Linked DNA regions of Sus scrofa: region 2 is linked to region 1. A link is a contact called in public targeted proximity ligation data. All regions are on one chromosome and are shown on one strand. The core of a region is the stretch at or near the end of the contact, and the rest is flanking DNA. Distances in the headings are between cores, read along the strand shown. Region 1 overlaps GTF2B (transcription initiation factor IIB). Region 2 has its middle 14 kb from the start of PKN2.

Evidence for each region.
Region 2: a contact with region 1 is called in a targeted proximity ligation map of alveolar macrophages. A contact is called at or near these places in 16 of 47 Hi-C or Micro-C datasets (alveolar macrophages, brain, embryonic fibroblasts and 8 more) and 2 of 2 datasets of targeted methods (alveolar macrophages and skeletal muscle).

What each region holds. Positions count from the first base shown.
Region 1 is chr4:127,540,805-127,547,340 of Sscrofa11.1, reverse strand. All of the region lies in intron 2 of GTF2B (transcription initiation factor IIB), which reads right to left. Among named protein-coding and RNA genes, the nearest start is that of GTF2B, 21 kb to the right of the region's middle.
Region 2 is chr4:127,720,725-127,727,782 of Sscrofa11.1, reverse strand. No RefSeq gene overlaps it. Among named protein-coding and RNA genes, the nearest start is that of PKN2, 14 kb to the right of the region's middle.

The sequences.
Region 1 (6,536 bases), core at 1,576-4,075:
GCAAAGAAGCAGTGGCTAAATACGTCATTCCAAGAAACCAGGCCTGGATAGGTGTGTGGATCAGAGCTCTGGGGGATGTAGAGAGGCTGGTAACACCTCCACTGGGGACAAGAGTTAACACTCAACACACGCAAACGCCAGTCACTGTGCCCTTCGTAAACGTTCTCTCTTAATCCCCAAGGCTTGTAGAGGCAGGTGCCACTTTTACTGACATGTTACTAACACAGCTAGAACCAAAGCGCGAATGGGATTCAAGAGTCTGTTCTATGCTGTGTTTGGAAGACGTGAGCTTTTCCACCAGTGTGCTGAAGATGAAAGCAGGAGCCAGGCCAAGTTCACCCTTGCCTACAGTCAGCAGAGAGAAAGGAGAAAGGACTGGCAGAGCTCAGTAGCCAGTAGCTGAAAGAAGGCTGGTACTGACAGTCAATTAATGTCATGGTTAACAGTGTGGACCTACCAGTCGCTCCTTAGCCCTGGACAGGTTTCAGTTCTATGCCTTCACCTCCTCTGCTTTAAATTTCCTCAACAACCTCATCTTAAAGATTGTACAGATTAAATAAGCTGACACAGGTATAGAACACAGGAAGCGCTTAAAAAGCAGTTCAAGGAGGTCCTGCTGTAGCACAGGGGCTTAAGAATCTGGCTGAAGCAGCTCAGGTCACTGTGGAGGTGCGGGTTCAATCCCTGGCCCGACCCAATGAATTAAAGGATCTGGTGTTGCCGCAGCTGCGGTGTAGGTCACACCTGCGGCTCAGATTTAATCCCTGGCGGGGGAACTTCCATATGCCGTAAGTGTGGCCATAAAATAAAAAAAAAAAAAATTAAAAAAAAAAAAGTTCAAACTGAGTTGCTTGGTGTAGCTATTTATTGCTGCGAAAATAAAAACGAGACAATAATATCCTGACATTTTGACATTCATTCTGGGTAAGAGCACCAATTATAACGCTAATCTCCACAAGACTTTGAAAGTATCACAGTGCCTTCCTGAAGGTTGCCTGACCAGTGGAACAGCAGAGGAGGGAGAACAGAAGCAAGGACCTCCGTGGGAACTGCGCTGAGTCTTCTAGACTATTGACGTACGGTATTTATTAACTACAAAGCTCATCAAGAGAATACAGTGATCACAGTAAGGTCTTAGGGTTCTAGCTGAGAAAGCAAGTGAACAAGGGCACCACTCATTCAGACAGTTTGGGGAAATGTCATTTTTCTCCGAACACTCAAATCTCACTTGGACCATCCCGAGCCCATGCCACTGGGACAGAGACAGGGTCCCCATTTGCCACACCTTCTGCAACTCGAACGGCCAAGGAAAGCAGGAAAAATTACACGGATGGGATGGTCAGGACGGATCGCTCTGCTTCCTCCTCATACGAACACCACTAAACCTGGGAAGTAACTTAAGTACGTAAACCAATGATGATTTTTCAAACTTACTTGAAAGTAACATAAAATCTGTACTTGCAGGAGGAAAAAAAAGTCCAGGAATTCCCTGGTGGCCTGGGGGTTAAGGATCCGACACTGTCACTGCTCTGGCCTGAGTCCCTGCTGTGAGTTTGATCACTGGCCCAGGAACTTCCACATGCAGCAGGTACAGTCAAAAAAGAAAAAGAAAAGTGAATCTAACTTTCCTAGTAAAAAAAAAAACAAAACACAAACATGCACAGAACAAAAAACTACTGTGGCCTTCAAATCTAAAGTTACTTGACAAATTTTAAGTTAAAAAAAATCAAAGGTCATCATTAATTTTTTTTTTTTTTTTTTTTTGTCTTTTGTCTTTTGTCTTTTTGTCTGTTGTTGTTGTTGTTGCTGTTGTTGCCATTTCTTGGGCCGCTCCCGCGGCACATGGAGGTTCCCAGGCTAGGGGTTGAATCGGAGCTATAGCCACCGGCCTACGCCAGAGCCACAGCAACTCGGGATCCGAGCCGCGTCTGCGACCTACACCACAGCTCACGGCAACGCTGGATCGTTAAGCCACTGAGCAAGGGCAGGGACCGAACCCGCGACCTCATGGTTCCTAGTCGGATTCGTTAACCACTGTGCCACGACGGGAACTCCAACTTTAATATTTTAATTAACATAATAAATGTACTAAGATAATACTTTATCTTATTAACTCGCTTTTTTTTTTTTTTAAGCCTTCTCCATGGCATTCAGAAGTTCCCAGGCCAGGGATCGAACTTGAGTCACAGCAGTATAAAGCTGAATTCTTAGTAGCCAGGCCACCAGGGAACTCCCTAAGTCACATCTTTAAAGTCTCCCCAGAACTATAAAGACACAGTTTCGGTTAGTCAAGGTGCTTCATTTCATAGCATTTTCCTTTTGGCTCAAAAGTAACTTACTCCAAATTTCTTTTAGTGCTTGCTTTGTACTGCCTCAAAAAGATCAGTTGGACTAGGGGGAGAAAAAAAAAAAGCTGGCCTAGTATAGAATAAACAGAAAACCCAGAACTGGGTAATGATGTAATTTTTCCACATACGTGGGAATGATTTACATGACTCATTCAACAATATGTGGCTTGTGCTGAGAACCATTCCTTTTTTTTTTTACACTTTACTGCTCAAAACATGGCATTTTTTATAAGATATAAAATTTCCAAAATAACTCAAGTAGCACATCACGATGTTACAACTAGACTATCATATTAAGGGCATGAGTAAGATGGAAGAGGGCAGATGGCTCAGAAAAAAAGCCAGAATGTATAATGGATTTTCTGGAAGAAAATCTAAATGATGTAGCCTTTTTAAAAGCTGCTCCGGTCAAGGAGGAAGTGTACAGGGCGGCTGTAACGTGGGGTATAACCAGCCTTGACGAGGAAGCAGTCTGCCAATCGCTGTGTGGGCACACACGCACGACCTCACATGGTCCCAGAAACAAGCTGTCTTTTACCAGCTCCCGGGCCAGGGATCAAACCCATGAAGCAGCAGCGACCTGAGCCACTGCAGTGACAATGCTGGATCCTGAACCGGCTGTGCCACAAGGGAACTTGCCAATTCTTAACCACATGCTGACTTTCGTAAAATTAACACCAGGGAGCAAGTCTCTATGTATCTTTAATAGCACTATTATAATGTACATGCCAGCACTACTCCTTCCATCTAGACGGTACAATCTCTGACACTCCGATCAAGTTCCCCATCCAAAAAGGTAAACAGGAGTTCCCGTCATGGCTCAGTGGTTAACAAATCCAATTAGGAACCATGAGGTTGCGGGTTCAATCCCTGGCCTCACTCAGTGGGTTAAGGATCCTACGCTGCCGTGAGCTGTGGTGTAGGTCGCAGACTCGGCTCGGATCCCGAGTTGCTGTGGCTCTGGTGTAGGCCGGTGGCTACAGCTCTCATTAGACCCCTAGCCAGGGAACCTCCATATACCGCGGGAGCGGCCCCACACAAAATAAAAAAACCAAAAAGGTAAACAGTCAACACATGTTATTTAGCTACTACACACACACACACACACACACACACACACACACACACACACTTCTTAATCCATGAATCGAGGTGGTATCTCTAGTATTTACTAAGACATTTTACCATATTCTAAAACGAAGAGTTCCATCTCTTTAATTTTTGAGAATGAATCGAGGGAGTTCCCGTCGTGGCGCAGTGGTTAACGAATCCGACTAGGAACCATGAGGTTGTGGGTTCGGTCCCTGCCCTTGCTCAGTGGGTTAACGATCCGGCGTTGCCGTGAGCTGCGGTGTAGGTTGCAGACGCGGCTCGGATCCCGCGTTGCTGTGGCTCTGGCGTAGGCTGGTGGCTACAGCTCCGATTGGACCCCTAGCCTGGGAACCTCCATATGCCGTGGGAGCGGCCCAAGAAATAGTAAAAAGACAAAAAAAAAAAAAAAAAAAAAAGAATGAATTGAGAATAACTGCCCAAATTATTTACACTGGTTTACAATGGTCCAACTCCTCTGGCACCTACCTACCTTGGGATGTGGAAATTCCACCTAAGTATCTGCCTACAAAAGTCTCATACGAGAATGTGCACAGCAGCATTATTCATCTCATGTGAGCTAAACACTGGAGACAACCCAAACATCCCCTGGGACTGTGTTACATGTCCCATGTAACACCGGGAAAACGTACTACGGAATACCCCTCAGCAAATAAATGAATACATGCAGGGACCTAAATGCATTTCAGCCAAAAAAGATCAGTCACACATACACAAAAATACTATATACAAGAAAATACTATTTATAGGAAGTTCAAAAACAAGCAAAATAATTTATGATGTACAGTGGTTGCTCCTGGGTTGGGGGGAGAGGTGACCTAGGACTAAAAAGAGGCATTAAGGGGACTTCTGAAGTGAGAGAAATGGGCTAAACATCTTGATTAGTGTGCTAGTTACGCCAGTATATGCAATGTCAGAATTCATTACCTGCAAGCTATATCTTAATTAAAAATTAAAATTCGCTCCCATCAAAATACTACTGACTTCTGGAGTTCCCGTCGTGGCACAGAGCAAATGAATTCGACTAGTATCCATGAGGATGCAGGTTCAATCCCTGGCCTCAATCAGTGGGTTAAAGATCCAGTGTTGTCGTGACCTGGGGTATAAGTGGCAGATGTGGCTTGGATCTGGTATTGCTGTGGCTGTAGTGTAGGCTGGCAGTTACAGCTCTGATTTGACCCCGAGCCTGGGAACTTCCACATGCCATGGCCCTAAAAACCAAAAAAAAAAACAAAGAAAAAAAAATTTCTCTTGTTTTTGAATGAAACCGCATCAAACCCATGCATTTTGGAGGGAGTGACAGAGCATTACTCTAATTCCGAGCATCCCCCAGAAGAAGTTAAGTGTTGAGGTGATTAAACTGTCTTGACATCACCGTGTTTCCTACGTATCAGCTTCTTAGATCATAAGCGCTAACCACAGGTGTGGGTTATTCTCCTTCCAGTAGTTACGTGTTAAGATAAACGGAGTTATTTGGGGGAAAGAGTTCCAGAAGTTAGGCGGCCTATAACCAAGCTTTCTTATTCATACTACATGTCTACAGGGGACGGGACTGCCCTCTACGCCATCTTTACTCAAGACAGTGAAACTCCCAGCACCCGAGACATGCCAGTCACCCTGCTGGAGAAACGGGGACCCAAACCACGCGCTGACCTGAAGGTTTCTAACATTTCCACTCGCAAGCTGCCGGCCAAAGCCCGTCATGGACTGATGCTGAAGTTCAGAAGGAGAGGAGACATACAACCACGTGGCCCAAGGGAGAAGAACCACAAACACCAGTCAATAGTCATCAACACTGTTCCACACGACAATGAGCAAACGGGGAGCTCCTCAGCGGTGGCTCAGCAGTTAAAGAACCCAACTGATATCCATGAGGAAGTGGGTTTGATCCCTGGCCTTGCTTCGCGGGTTAAGGATCCGGCGTTGCCGTGAGCTGTGGTGTAGGTTGCAGATGCTGCTCGGACCCTGAGTTGCTGAGGCTGTTCCCTAGCCTGGGAACCTCCATATGACTTGGGCACAGCCCTAAAAAGACAAAACAAATACAAAGACAATTAGCAAATGGAATTCTGCTCTGTATTTTTGTGGATTTATGTATAAATTTGCTTTTAAAAAAGACTGTACTATGATTTCCTTTCTGTGTCACACAACAAATAAGAGTCAGGATTAACTTCACTGTATTAGCATTTGTCAGAGAAGTAACCTGTCAGGGTTAACTTCACTGTGTTAGCATTTGTCAGAGAAGTAACCTGTCAATAACACTTTAGGTCCCTTCAAAGTAACATTTCTACTGGAGGTTGCTTGCAAACTTCTATTAATAAAACTTCTTAAATGTTAAAGGATACAGTCCCCAGTGATGCATGCAATTCTTGATTTGCAACCCTCAGGTCTTTTGCAAGGAAGGCAGGCTTTCTTCCCCCTTCCGCTTAGTGCTTTACCATACTCACCCGGGATCTTCACAAGTGGGGCCATAGTAGCTATCTTGTCTTTACCACTTTCCAGGAGTTCCCGATGTGGTGCAGAAGGTTAAGACCCTGACTGCAACTGCTCAGGTTGCAGCAGAGGTGCAGGTTCAACCCATGGCCCAGCACAGTAGGTTAAGGATCCAGCACTGCTGCACCTGTGGCTTGGATTCCATCCTTGGCCCATGAACTTCCATATTCTGCAGGTGCGGCCATAAAAGGGGAAAAAAACAAAAAACAAAACAAAAACTCCAAAATTCACTATATTCTCTGTTTTTTTTTTTTTTTTTTTTTGCTTTTTAGGGCTGCACCCATGGCATATGGAGGTTCCCAGACTAGGGGTCTAATCGGAGCTACAGCTGCCAGCCACAGCCACAGCCACACCAGATCCGAGACACGCCTACAACCTACACACCACAGCTCACGGCAACGCTGGATCCTTAACCCACTGAGAGAGGCCAGTGATCGAACCCACAACCTCCTGGTTCCTAGCCAAGTTCGTTAACTGCTGCGCCACAACGGGAACTCCTGTTTTGTTTTACTGATTCAATTTCCTAGAATGTTAAGTCAGCCAGCTGCTACCTAAAACAGTTCTACTGGGTTTTCTTCTTGTGCTATC
Region 2 (7,058 bases), core at 3,218-5,717, 180 kb before region 1:
CGTGGCGCAGTGGTTAACGAATCCGACTAGGAACCATGAGGTTGCGGGTTTGGTCCCTGCCCTTGCTCAGTGGGTTAACGATCCGGCGTTGCCATGAGCTGTGGTGTAGGTTGCAGACATGGCTCGGATCCCATGTTGCTGTGGCTCTGGAGTAGGCCGGTGGCTACAGCTCCGATTAGACCCCTAGCCTGGGAACCTCCATATGCCGCGGGAGCGGCCCAAGACCAAGAAATAGCAAAAAGACCAAAAAAAAATAAAAAAAATAAAAAAATAAAGCAAACGTTTCATTTGGTCTCCCTATATTGATCACTCTATATTTGGTTCTGCTCCGTCTCTTTAACAAATGATTTCTTCCTCAAGATGAACATTTACTGCCTCAAAACTGGCTTTTCTCAAAGCTGACCCTGCAGCTAGTATTCTACTCAACATTTCTCAAATCTATACACACTTCACCTGAACCGGAACACAATTCTTACCAGGAAGTTTCCCTCACACAAGATATTTCCCAAATAAGTCCGTTTTGAAGTTGATTCATGCTAGTTTTTATTTTTATTTTTCTTGGCACAATTCTCTTATTAAATTATGTTGTCCCACCCAAATTCATGCTTTGGGAAAGTGCTGATAAAACTGAGACGTGTCGGAGTTCCTGTTGTGGCTCAGCGGAAACAAATCTGACTAGAGTCCATGAGGACGCAGGTTCAATAAATGGCCTCGCTTGGTGGGTTAAGGATCTGGCCTTGCCCTGAGCTGTGGTGTAGGTCAGAGACGCAGCTCAGATCTGGCGTTGCTGTGGCTGTGGTGTAGGCCGGCAGCTGTAGCTCTGTGCAGACCCCTAGCCTGGCCCTAAAAAGACAAACAAACAAACAAAAACAAACCAGAGACTTGCCTATAAAATGATCTTACGATTGTCCTGCCATTCCGAATGTAGAATTACCCAGTACCCCGTGGGGCAGCCAAACATTTCTCACGGTGGTGTATACATGACCCTCACCCTGAGACACGTCCTGAAACATGACTTATTAAAAATGTCAACAGGATTAGAAGCAGATTGTAAGAGACTTTTCAGGAACTTCCTGCTAAAAAAATATTTCCTTGCTCTGTGCACGGTTTATGTGCCAATCACATATTTATTCAGCATGAACCGGCCACTTTGCAGTGAGTTCCTGCCACCATTAGAACTGTATATAAAATTCCCAAACCAAAGGCTAGTTTAAGGTTTCTTGCTGGTGAGTTTTGTCGTGGGCTTGTAATTCTTCTTGTAATTCTTTGCCTGGCTTTGCTTATTCATGTCTTCAGCGAATATGCACTATGTCTTCGTTGGGTAGGTACAAAATTAATAAGGCACGGTCTTCGCTTTCACGAAGCCGTAATGGAGACAGAGAACTAAAAATACAGTTGCGATACAGGAGATCCAGGGACCTCCGGGCAGCATGGTTTGTGTCGGTCTCCTGGTTCCTTCTGGCCCCCTTCCCCACCCCACCTGTCTGAAAGGGCCAATCACACGCGGCCAGGGATGGGCGTGAAACTGTCCCCCGCCAATCAGCGTTCTCCTCGGAGCTTTTCTGCAGGAGTTAGACCCCCGAGGAGGGTCCCTAGGTGGCTTTTGATCGCAAGCTCCAAGTGTGGAGCCTGAGCCATGCAGGTGGTTTCACTGTGTGAGTCAAGTGCCAAATGAGAGGCAGTACTTTTGCCGTCGTATAAAGAGAGCGAATTCAGGAGAGACCAAAGCTAACAGGCCAGGAGGAGCAGAGAGCAAGACCTGAGACGAGGAAGCCTGCTGATGCCTGGGTCAGGTTTGTCAGAAGCTGTCACTTCCCTAGACTGACTAGACTGGCTGCTTATGGGTGGGGTCGGCAGTCCTGGGTTGGGGTGGAGGCTTCACAGTCACTGGGTCCAGGCTCCTCTGCCTTCTGCTCGTAACCCTTAGCCTTTGACTTCCACCCTCATAGAGCAGCGACGCTTTTAGATGCACTTTCTATGCAGTCCCCACTTCTTTCTTCTTTTCTTTTCTTTCTTAAGGGCCGCACCTGCAGCATATGGAAGTTCCCAGGCTAGGGGTCCAGTCGGAGCTGCAGATGCCGTCCTACACCACAGCCACAGCAACGTGAGATCCAAGCCATGTCTGCGACCTACACCACAGCTCATGGCAATAGTGGATCCTTAATCCACTGAGCGAGGCCAGGGATCGAACCGGCATCCTCATGGATACCAGTCGGGTTCATTAGCACTGAGCCACAGTGGGACTCCCCCATCCTTTCTTAAGATATCCCAGACACTGTGCTCTGGGCCAGTGGTCATTATCCTCAAGCTTACAGCATTGTTCTCCTTATGCGCCTCCTACTTTGGTCACGTGCATAACCATGTAACCCCTGTGTGTGCTCTGAGAGTGTGGTCCCTGATCAAAATCGAGAGGGGCATCTAATATTTAAATGCACCCCGACTGAGTTCAAGCAAAAATCTAACCACTCCTTAATTATAAAACTTGTGGAGAGAAAAAAAGACCCACCAACGGCGATGTGTTCCACCTCAGGGTCACGGGGCCGTGGTGTACCTACCTGCCGTGAAGGACAGGGGGGACATGGCAGGGAACTTCTTCCTAGGAAGAGGTGTGCTCTTAAAGTCTGCCGCCAATGCGCTCTGTTTTAGAGAAGGCCTGAGGTCTCCCTAGGACAATATCCTTTTCTTTCTCTTGCATCCTTCTGGGATTTACACAATGGGAAGAAAGAGGGTCCAAATTACTGGTGAATTCACAACACCAAAGCCTATTTCAGTACATTCCTAAGTGCGCCATGGATTTGAATTTCATCCTTTATGTGTAGCAGCAGCAGAATGTTGAAAGTGTAACCCCAAATCCGAGAGACATTACGGCAAAGCTTCGAATGGGACAGAGAGCTGAGACCAGCTGCCAGCACTAAATACGCAGGCGATCTCACTTGTTTAGGTCAAATGCCAAATGGGATAAGTCTGCTGGCCAGCTGGGCTCCTGTGGGAACCTGAGTGCATGTCAGTAGCCTCCTGGGAAAGAAAGTCCCACCTTATGGTCACGAAGACTAGCTTGAAGTTAGGCTTGGGGGTGGGGGTGGGGGGTGAGGACAGAGAACGAGCAACTTCTGAGACCACGGCTCGCTCCTCTAGCAATTCAGAAGGAACAATCAGAGATGTTGCTGCCGGAGAGGTGCTACAGGAGTTGTCATGAGTAGAGAAAAGAAGGAATCCAGGCGTTCAGGTGTAGCTCGTAGCTCCAGATGAAGAAAGAAAGAAAGAAAAAAAAAAACCAGCTAAGAAAAAATGCTGTCGGGGCCTAAAGAATTTGACGGCGATGTTGATAGCAGATCCTAGCTCCAGAAAATGGTGCAGCCAAGTTGGCAGGAATAGCCCATCAAAAACACCTGTGATTGAAGAGCTGCTATGCGCCCGTGACCTATATTGGGGACCATGACTAGGAAAGTGGCCTTAGGGGAAAAATAAAGGGACAGATGTAAGACCCACTAATGAAGTTATAAACAGACAAAACTTGAAAATAAACGGATAATGGGTGAGGTAGGAAGAGAGTACAGAGGTTAATTATCCCTTAAAAACCAATTATCTTAGGGAGTTCCCTTCATGGCTCAGCGGTTAACGAACCCGACTAGGATCCATGAGGATGTGGGTTCCATCCCTGGCCTTGCTCAGTGGGTTAAGGATCCAGCAGTGCTGTGAGCTGTGGTGTAGGCTGCAGAAATGGCTCAGATCCCATGCTGCTGTGGCTGTGGTGTAGGCTGGAAGCTGTAGCTCCAATTGGATCCCTAGCCTGGGAACCTCCATATGCCGCAGGAGTGGCCCTAGAAAAGGCAAAAAGACAAAGAAAAAAAACCAAAACCAAAACCAAAAACAAAACCCTTAAGCTTGCTAACCAATACTGAAGACATACGTTGGTGGTCATGTAACATTTCTCCTTCAATCTACTGCAATATGTTTTTCAAAGAAGAATTTCAAGATTATTTTCGATGATTGTATAGTTTAACTCTTTTCTTAATTGTATAGTTTAAAATTAGATAAATTTAAGTTTCAAGTACAGCATTCAAGAGCTTAGTACACTGTATAATTCAGGGTGTCTTGTGTGAATGTTTAACTGCGTAAAGAACGTTGTGGAAGTCTTTAACTGAATAAGGAAGTAAAATATCATGATTAATGATGACTTGTGAGTATAATTAGAAATGAGTAATTAGGAAAAATACCACAGTACTAAAGAGCATATTCCAAAAGTAGTACGCTAAGGATATGAAAATAAGCCCTTTATATGTGCTTTACAGACAAGAAGAACATATATATGGTATTCTTGCCTATGAAAAAGTCATCATAAAAGAGTTGTAATAGTCTCATGTCCTTTGAGGACAGGCTACGTTTTACTATATGTGATGGCTGGGTTACAGTGAGCACCAAGGCAAAGAGGCAGAAAGAGAAGCTTCACTTCCGTCTCAAGGAGTGAAACTTAGAGCCAGTAGGGGCTCTCTGGAGCAAGGCAAAATTGAATGCTTTATTCAACCTCTAAGCTCTACTGTTGTTCCGTTCTATTTGCCTCCTTGTTCTTTACGATTTTACTCTGTGGCTCAATTAAACAGATGCCAAGACAGTCATACAGAGAAATATAAAAGAGTGTGACACAATCAGGTAAAAAAACGATAACAATAAAATTTAGGGGCAATTTAAACCAAAGGTAGAACTCAAATCTTAAACTGCGTCTCAAATGAAACTGAATTCTCTTTTCTGTAGCTTGGCTAATCATATTGATCAGGTCCACAGGATCATTCAAATTAAGAAGTAAATGGGACCCTAACATATTCCTTTAATTATTAAGAAAACTGAATTTGAATCATATCTAAACAGATTGACAATTGCTGGACAGAGAGTTAAATGTCATCTAATTAACCTAATTCTAATATAGACCTATATCAGTCAATTAGTTTATTTTCAATTTCTGAGTGTAGAGATCAGCGTTCTTCCATTTTTCAACAGAGAATGGAGAACGAACTTAAATTTGACTGAAAAAAAAAAGGTATGGGATTTGACAAAAGGAAGGATTTAAAGATAGTAATTTATGGGGAATAGAGGGATTTTTTTTTTTTCTTTTGGAAACTTTAAGGTTAGAATTGTTCTCTTGGGATGGGTTAGGTACAAATCACCTTAGAACTGTAGATTTTTAAAAGTATATATACAGACCCAAAAAAATCCAAACCCTGAAATAAACTGACGCTATAGCTGTGGGATATTACCCCGTTCTACGTGTCTTTCTTCCCCAATCCACTCAAGTGATTTCTAACCATGTGGGGTAGAGGAGGAGGTGAGTAGGGCAGGGCAGGGGGTCTACGTCAGGGGAAGAAAGGACGATATATTGAAAAACATACTTTGCGGCTTATAGTTGTAACTACCATTTGTCTACAAGCCAGTCTCATCAAAGAGACCCCATCAATGTCACAGCAAGTGTCGAAGGAATGAATATGTAGAAAACCTTGCCGATCACACTTCGCATTTCTCAGGAACGTCCTGTCTTTTCAACCATTAACCCTGCCTGAGACCCAGGATGTTCTGTGTGACCTGTATACCGATGACAAATCAGACCTTCAATACTTTGAGTTAGCTTTGCTTTTCACAAACGTTTTCACAGCTTCTGGCCTCATTTACTTCTCAAAGAAAAACAAATGACTTGAGTGTATTTTTATAGCTAAGAAATTTAAATTCTTGTGGCATTTAAGGGATAAGAGAAGGCCCAAATTTAGATCAACTTTCACTTGGTACCTAGGGCAAGTAAAACAGGTACAAATGAAGGACGAGTCATTCGGAGCTGTCATGACTGGCAGTGTTTGTCTACACCACAAGGCAGTGGGAAGAGAAAAATGCATCAGAAGGTTAATTGTTTTAGAATGACAGTTTAAAAGTGAAATTTTGAGGAATTCCCGTTGTCACTCAGCCATAAGGAACCGAACTAGTTTCTGCGAGGACTCAGGTTGTTCTCGGCTCCCCTCAGTGGGTTAAGGATCCAGCGTTGCCATGAGCTGTGGTGTAGGTCACAGATGCAGCTTGGATCCTATGTTGTTGTGGCTGTGGTGTAGGCCGGCAGCTGCAGCTCCGATTGAACCCCTAGCCTGGGAACTTCCATGTGCCACAGGTGTGGCCCTAAAAAGCAAAACAAACAAACTGAAAATTCGAGGTCATGTAAAATCTGCTAAATAATCAACAGGCTGTAAGAAATCATTTGCTTTATTAGTCTTTTAACTATACTCATATAATGTCAAAGCAAGAAGTTGAAAATGAGAAAATCCAGCTTATCTACTGATTTTTAACATCATACAGTTAAACCAAGTGATGTCTACACAGTGAGCTATAATATATTATAGTCCACAAAACTAAATACCTCTTAAAATACCCACTGAAAGAAGTTAAAAAAAAGAGCATTTATTTTCCCCATTTTAATAAGCCTCTATGTGTCTACATTCCTTTATATTTATTCATATATTGATGGTCATATTATAAACAACTTCAAATTTTAATATGATTTGATCAGTATCAAAGGTAACAATGTAGTTGACTAATGTAACATTTCATTAACTGTTTCAGTACAAAGAATTATTGTTATTATTATTTGTCTTTTTGTCTTTTTAAGGTTGCACCCTAAAAAGGAGGTTCCCAGGCTAGGGGTCCAATCGGAGCTATAGCTGCCAGCCTACACCACAGCTCCCAGCAATGCTGGATCCTTAATCCACTGAATGATGCCAGGGATCGAACCCACAACCTTACGGTTCCTAGTCAGATTTGTTTCTGCTGCGCCACGATGGGAACTCCACAAAGAATTATGTTTGAAAGGTGTTTCAAGTCAGGAAGGCACACATTTCTGGGGTGAATGATAATTACTTCCTCCAAATGCAGAGTTTATCAGTGTAAGAAAAGAATGAAAAAAGGTATTGATAATACGAGTGAGCCCTTTTCCAATACTGAAGACGCATTTACACTAAGACCAACAAAACCGGGAAAATAATTAAAAGCATGTCATATTCTGTTGAGTAAAAATGCTTAAAATATGT